2 separate regions of the Vulpes vulpes genome follow, and region 2 is linked to region 1. The links are chromatin contacts, called in public Hi-C maps. All regions are on one chromosome and are shown on one strand. Each heading gives the region's core, a stretch centred on a gene start, on an enhancer-like site or on the middle of the called end of the contact. The rest is flanking DNA. Distances are from core to core; before and after follow the strand shown. Region 1 holds the start of AGO2 (argonaute RISC catalytic component 2). Region 2 holds the start of TRAPPC9 (trafficking protein particle complex subunit 9).

What was found. A called contact is a pair of places that touch in the nucleus more often than the background predicts.
Region 2: a Hi-C map of skeletal muscle shows a contact between it and region 1, with 4 times the contacts expected there. The contact joins the promoter of TRAPPC9 here to the promoter of AGO2 in region 1. A contact is called at or near these places in 2 of 3 Hi-C or Micro-C datasets (both in skeletal muscle).

Annotation. Positions count from the first base shown.
Region 1 is chr13:1,894,804-1,898,324 of VulVul3, reverse strand. AGO2 (argonaute RISC catalytic component 2) reads right to left here and starts at 2,013. Exons shown (of 19, transcript XM_072733816.1): 1 at 1,865-2,013. The coding sequence starts at 1,886.
Region 2 is chr13:2,053,085-2,056,605 of VulVul3, reverse strand. TRAPPC9 (trafficking protein particle complex subunit 9) reads right to left here and starts at 1,876. Exons shown (of 22, transcript XM_072733818.1): 1 at 1,737-1,876. The coding sequence starts at 1,870.

The sequences.
Region 1 (3,521 bases), core at 764-3,263:
TCAGCTTGGGATCACACATATCGTCCTAATGCTCACCGGCCACGTGACCTTGGCAAGGTTCTTAACCTACGTGAGCCTCTGCCGTCTACCTTCAAAACGAACATCACCAATTTGCCGAGCCATCCTGGGGATTAGTTAACTGGACACACAACACAAAGCCTGACCTTCCTCAAGGTTCTCTACTTTTTTTTTTTTTCTGGGCCCTCAACTTTTAAGCTGAAAATCTGAGAATCAATCAATCAATCAATCAATCAATCCACACTGTAGTGGCTAAGACTTGCTGGGTTCCCTTCACAGGGATTCCTGGGGGATCCCTGCTTGCTGGGCTAGGTAAGGGGGGTGGGGGGTGCCCAAGACCTGCCTGCCCAGGGTCTCAAGAAGCCAAATCTGCCCTCGGGACGGTGCCCACATAGCCCAGGGCCCTTCCCCACCAGGCCTGAGGAACCTCCCAGATGCAGGATTAAAACCATTCCTCAATCAAGCTGCCCAGAGTCTGGAGAGGCTTAAAAGTTGATGGGACTTGGCCTTGGAGAAGCTTTTAGATTAAGTGACATGGGGTGGGGGTGGGGGAAGACACTCAGAATTCACAAGGCATAGAAGCGTTGGTGGACAGACACAGCAGCCAGGGCCCACGGCGTCAAGGGGCCTGAGTGGATCGAGGGGGGACTTCCAGACCCCCGATGGGGAGCACGTCTGGGCGGGAGCCGCCAGGGCCCCATCAGCGTGCGGCTGCGGAGGGTCAGGCCCGGGAGCGCACCCAGCAAGGGGCCCCGAGCAAGCCTGCAGCCCCAGAGCCTGCAGCGGCCGGGGCCTGGCAGACAAAGGGGACGGGCGATGCCCCGGCCAAGTGGCAGGCCCAGCCGGGAAATTTAGGAGCCACGTGCCTGGCGGGAGAAGGAGAAAAGCTTCACAACACTTGGCTGTTTCCTTGGCCCAGCACCCGGCTGCCCTTCCACGGTGTGCGGAAAACAGGGGGGGGGACGTGCTACTCCTTTAAGTTTTTTAGAACTTTTGCAAAGAAAGAGCGCGGCCGGGGAGCAGGGGAGCCCAGGGAGCCGACGCTCCTCCTCGGCCGCTTCTAGTAACTCGTGAAAGGCGATTAGCGCTGGAAGACGCCGCCGGCGTGTCCCGCGCGGAGAGGAGCGCGCGGCCTCCCGCCGCCCTCGGGCTACGGTGCTCGCGGCCCGCGGGGACCGGCCCGGACTCGGCCCTCCCAGACGTTCCTCGGAGAAGGGGCCGCAGAAGTGCTGGCGGCGACACAAACGAAACTGAGCGCGCCCCAGGCTCGCCGGGCTCCGGCTGGCTCCGCAGCAGCCCGGCCCGGCCCCCGCCCCCGCCCCCGCCCCGGCCCCCGCACCCCGAGCCCGGCGCGACCCGGCGCGACCCCCGCCCCGCCCCGCCCCGCCGGCCCCGCCGACCCCCGGGGCGCAGCGCGCAGGCCGGGGCGCGGGAGGCCGGGCCGGGCGGCGGGCGAGGCGGGCGCGGGCCTCGGGCCTACACGCGGGCCGCGCGGCCCCGGCCCCGGCCCCGGCCCCGGCCCCGGCCCCGGCCTCCGGCTCCACCCGCGGGGCCCCCGGGGCGCGGGGCGCGGGGCGCGGGGCGGGGGGCGCCGAGGCCCGGGCCGCGGAGGGAGGCCGAGCTGCGCGCCCGCGGTGGGCCAGGAACGGCCGCTCCCCCGCCCCGGGCCCCGCCGCCGCCCGCCCCGCAGGCCCCGCGCCCCGGCCTCGCCCGCGCCCCCCGCGCCCCCCGCGCCCCCGAGGCCCGCGCCCCCCGCGCCCCCGCCCCCGCCCCCGCCCGCCAACCGCCGCCGGCAACGCGGGGCCGAGCGCGAGCGGCCGGGCCGGCGCCCCCCGCGAGGACTCACCGGGGCCGGCTCCCGAGTACATGGTGGCGCCGCCGAGGGGCTCCGGGGCCGAGGGGCGGCCGCGCGCGCGCCACGGGCCCCGACGCCGCGAGCCGCGAGGGAGCCGCCGGCCGCACGATCCGCCCCGGCGCGGCCGCCTCGCCAAACAGGTTTACCCGACGCGGCCGGGGCGGCGGGCGGAGGCGGCGGGCGGGGGGGGGGGGGGGGAGGGAGGGAGGGAGAGGGAGGGGCGAGCGGGAGAGGAAGGGAGGAGGGAGGGGAGGGAGAGGGGAGGGAGGGGCGGAGGGGAGCTGGGAGGGGAGGAGGGAGGGGCGAAGGGGAGGGGAGAGGAGGAGGGAGGGGAGGGAGAGGAGGAGGGAGGGGAGGGAGAGGAGGAGGGAGGGGAGGGAGAGGGGAGGGAGGGGCGGAGAGGGGAGGGAGGGGAGGAGGGAGGGGAGGGGCGGGTAGGGGAGGAGGGAGGGGCGAAGCGGAGGGGAGGGGAGGAGAGGAAGCGGAGGAGGGAGGGGAGGAGGGGGGCGGGGCGGCGCGCTGGCGGCCGGGAGCCCGGCGGGGGGGGCGGGCGCGGGCCCCGCGGGGAGGTGGAGGCGGAGGTGGGGGCGGGGCAGGGGCGGGGCAGGGGCGCGGGGGCCCCACCGCGGAGGAGGCGGGGCGCGGGGGGGCGGGGGGCGGGGCGGGCCCCTCCCAGCGGCTCCGGGGGCGCCGCCTTCCCCGCCTGGGCGGAGCGGGACCCGCGGGGCATCGCCGCCAGAGGCCGGGAGGGAAGAGCAGAAGCCCCCCCTGGTGTCCGCGCCGCCTCCGCGCGTGGGGCGCCCGCTCCGGCTGGGGGCGTTGGCGCACGGCCCCCCCCGCGGCCCAGCTGTGGCCGCCCCGGCCCCGGCCCCCCCGGCCCCCCCGGCCCCCCCGGCCGCCTGGTTTCTCAAGTTACAACCGAAAGGCGCCCGCGGGGCAGCTCGCCGGCCCGGAGCTGGAGCTGGAGCTGGAGCTGGAGCTGGAGCTGGAGCTGGAGCTGGAGCTGGAGCTGGAGCTGCAGCGCGGGCCCGCGCACGGCCACACCGCCACCTCCCGGCCGGGAGCCAGCGCGTCGTGTAAAAGGACTTGAACAGCGAGTTCGGGGCGCGTGTGCGCTGCGTGAGGTCCCAGCCCAGCCGCCGGGAGGGCGGGCGCGCCCTGGGCCTCTGGGACCCCGCCGCGTGCTCCCCGCCGCCTCAGGGAGGCCGTCCCTCGCCCCCACCCGGGCCCGGCTCCGGCCGCGGTTACCCCCCCCACACCCCTCGTTGATGGGGGTTACAAGTCTCAAGGTGACGCGAAGTCCACACTCGCTCGTCGCCGCTGTAACCTACCCGCCTGCGCTCTCCTTCACCCTTAAACGTGTGCTACCTGCGTACTGGGTGCGAGGACCTGAGTGCTCCTCCTGCCAGGGTGATGCAAAGACCACGAGCCCTGCCTGCAAGGAGCTTAGCATCCTAAGCAGGCTTTGCAAGTCTCAGGAACATCCCTAAATAAATGCCAGAAAACCATGGTTTCCTCCAGAGAGAAACTTAAAGGGACACGGATCTTCACATCATTGATATGAATGGGGTCGGTGCCGTGGCATCAGCCCCCAGGCGCTCATGCATCCCTCCCTGGTCCTCTGCTGACCACCCCCACCCCTCAAGCT
Region 2 (3,521 bases), core at 627-3,126, 160 kb before region 1:
AAAAAAAAAAAAAAAAGTCTATCCAACAAGAGAATATTGCTCAGCCATAAAAGGGAACAAAGTACTGATACTATGACAACATGGATGTGTCTTGGAAACGTGATGCTCAGTGAAAGAAGCTAATCATGAGGGCAGCCCCGGTGGCTCAGCGGTTTAGCGCCGCCTTCAGCCCAGGGCATGATCCCAGGGTCCCGGGATCGAGTCCCATGTTGGACTCCCTGCATGGGGCCTGCTTCTGTCTCTGCCTCTCTCTCTCTCCGTCTCCCATAAATAAATAAAATCTTTAAAAAAAAAAAAGTATTAAAAAAAAAAAAAGCTAATCATGAAAGGCCACATAGGGTAGGATCTACATATGAAACACCCACCGCATGCAAATCTCTGGAGACAGAACATAAATGAGTGGCTGCCAGGAGCTGCAGGACAGGAGATTAAGAAGTGACGGCCAAGGAGTATGGACTTTCTTCCTGGAGTGATAAAAATGTTCTGGGACCGTGATGGCTGCTCGGCAGTGAATATACTAAAACCACAGCACTGTCCGCTCCACATGGGTGGGTTTTGTAATACAGGAACCATATCTCCATCAACCAGTTATTATTTTTTTTAAAGTTCTTTTTTTTTTTCTTTTAAGATTTTATTTATTCATTTGTGAGAGACACAGAGAGAGGCAGAGACCCAGGCAGAGGGAGAAGCAGGCTCCCTGCAGGGAGGCCCAGGCCGGGACTCGATCCCGGGTGTCCAGGGTCATGCCCTGGGCCCAAGGCAGAGGCTCAATCTCTGAGCCACCCAGGCATCAACAGCAGTTACTTTTTAAAATATTCCTTGAACGATCGTTTTTCCTTCTGCCACACAATTTCAGAACCAACATAACCTTGCGAGAGATCCTTAGTTAACAAGCCAATCTTCGGGGAGGGGGGTGGGGCCACATCACGCCTGGGGTGGGGGTGCTGCTGTTCTCATGTTCACAGACACTAGCTGGGCTGGACGAGGAAGTGGCTGCAACTATTGCTCAAAAATTGACAGCGGGGATCGGCGGGTGGCTCAGCGGGTTCGGCACCTGCCTCCGGCCCAGGGCGTGACCCCGGGGTCCTGGGATCGAGTCCAGCGTCGGGCTCCCTGCATGGAGCCTGCTTCTCCCTCTGCCTGGGTCTCGGCCTCTCTCTGTCTCATGAATAAATAAATAAAATCTTAAAAAACAAAAAAATTGACAGTGACCAGTTTCAGCTGGGGGGGGGGTGCAGACGTCTCGGCCCCTGCCTTCAGCTCCTCCCGCGCTAGAGCAGCCCAGCTTGCAACATTTTGATCCCTGGGTCTATACAAACACGGGAACTCCACGGGCACCCTCCGGGAGCCTGCAAAGCGCGGGCGGGGGGCATTTCCGGGGGAGCCCACCTGCAGCCCCCAGGGCGCGGGGGGGCGGGGCGCGGCAGGGGACCCCGGGGCTCCCCGCGGGGGCGGCGAGGACGCGGACGGGACGCTCGCCCCGGGCCGCCCCCGCGGGGAGACCCGCGCCCGCCGGGGGTCGCGCGACCCCACGCGACCCCACGCGACCCCGCGCGGCCCGGGGAGGGGGAGGGGCGGGGAGCAGGGCCGGGCCCCAGGGCGCAGGTGCGGCGCGGCGCGGGCAGGTGCGAGGCGGACCCCGGCCCCGCAGGTGCGGGCTGACGCGCCGCCACGCGCGAGCAGCGCCCCCCGCAGCCCGCAGGCCCCCGGCCCCGAGCCCCCCACCTCGCACTTACACAGCCGGCGGCCCGGGCCCGGAGCGGGAGCCAACGGCCGGAGGGGCGGCGGGGCCGAGCAGCCCGGGCGGCCGCTCCCCCTGCTCGGAGCTGGCGCTTCCGACCGGCGGCCGCGCCGGCACCCTCCTGCGCATGCTCGGGGCCGGGCCGGGCCGGCGCTCCGCTCCGGGTTTTGCGGGCGATCGCGGGGGAAGGCGGGGCGGGGGAGGGGCCTGGAGGCGCGCGGCTCAAATTTCAGCCCCTCTGCGGTCGGGGGGCAGTGGGGGTGTCCCGGGCCGCCGCCCCCGCACCCTGCACCCTGCACCCCGCAGCCCCCGGCGAAGACCGAGCAGCCTCAGCCGTGGTCCTGAGGCTCAGAACCGCCCGCCGGCTGAGTTCGTGGCCCTCGTGCAGGCCAGGCGGGCCCCGGGCGTGCTCCATGCGCGGGAGGGTCCTCCCGTGGGTGCAGCCACCCCCAGCCTGCGGGGCCCCAGCCGCCTGCTGTTCCCCGGGGCAGAAGCCACTGCGGGATTTAAACTTCACCTTTGGGGGGCGGCCCGGGTGGCTCAGCGGCTTAGCGCCGCCCTCAGCCCGGGGCGTGATCCTGGAGATCTGGGATCGAGTCCCAGGCCCGGAATCAAGTCCCACGTCGGGCTCCCTGCACTGGGCCTGCCTGTGTTTCTGCCTCTCTCTCTCTCTCTCTCTCCCTCTGTGTGTCTCAATAAATAAATGAAATCTTTAAAAGTAAACTTCGTCATTGTTAAAAATGAATGCACAAAATGTGTATTTGTTAAAAATGAATACACAAAATGGAATCTACACACCTCCCCGAGGGCACGTTTGGAAAGATGCACAAGACTGTTGGTAACAGGGTCATCTCCAGAAAAGGTGGAGAGAACAGGATGGTGGAGGGAGATGCTCTTTGCCGGGTGTGTCTTTGTGTTCTGTCTGCATGTTTTACCACATGCATGTATTTCTTTTTTAAGATTTTATTTATTCATGACAGAGAGAGGCAGAGACACAGGGAGAGGGAGAGAAGCAGGCTCCATGCAGGGAGCACGACGTGGGACTCGATCTTGGGTCTCCAGGATCACATCCCAGGCCCAAGGTGGCGTCAAACCGCTTGGCCACCGGGGCTGCCCTGTATTTCTTTTTCTTTTTTCTTTTTCTTTTTCTTTTCTTTTCTTTTCTTTTTTTTTTTTTTTTTTTTTTTTTTTTTTTTTTTGTGTGTGTGTATTTTTTTTCTTTTTTTTATAAACTTTTATTTATTTATTTATTTATTTATTTATTTATTTATTTATTTATTTATGATAGTCACACAGAGAGAGAGAGAGAGGCAGAGACACAGGCAGAGGGAGAAGCAGGCTCCATGCACCGGGAGCCCGATGTGGGATTCGATCCCGGGTCTCCAGGATCGCGCCCTGGGCCAAAGACAAGCGCCAAACCGCTGTGCCACCCAGGGATCCCTGTATTTTTTTTTCAAATAAAAAATGTTTTTAGGGGTGCCTGGCTGGCTGGGTCAGTAAAGTATGCACCTCTTGCTCTCAGGGTCTCCACATTGAGCATGGAAGCTACTTAAAAAATAATAATTAGGGCAGCCCAGGTGGCTCAGTGGTTTAGCACCACCTTGGGCCCAGGGCCTGATCCTGGGGACCCGGAATCCAGTCCAGTGTCGGGCTCCCTGCATGGAGCCTGCTTCTCCCTCTGCCTATGTCTCTCTCTCTCTCTCTCTCTCTCTCTCTCTGTCTCATGGATAAATAAATAAAAATAAATAAGAAGAAGAATTAATGTAATGGAAGACAAGAA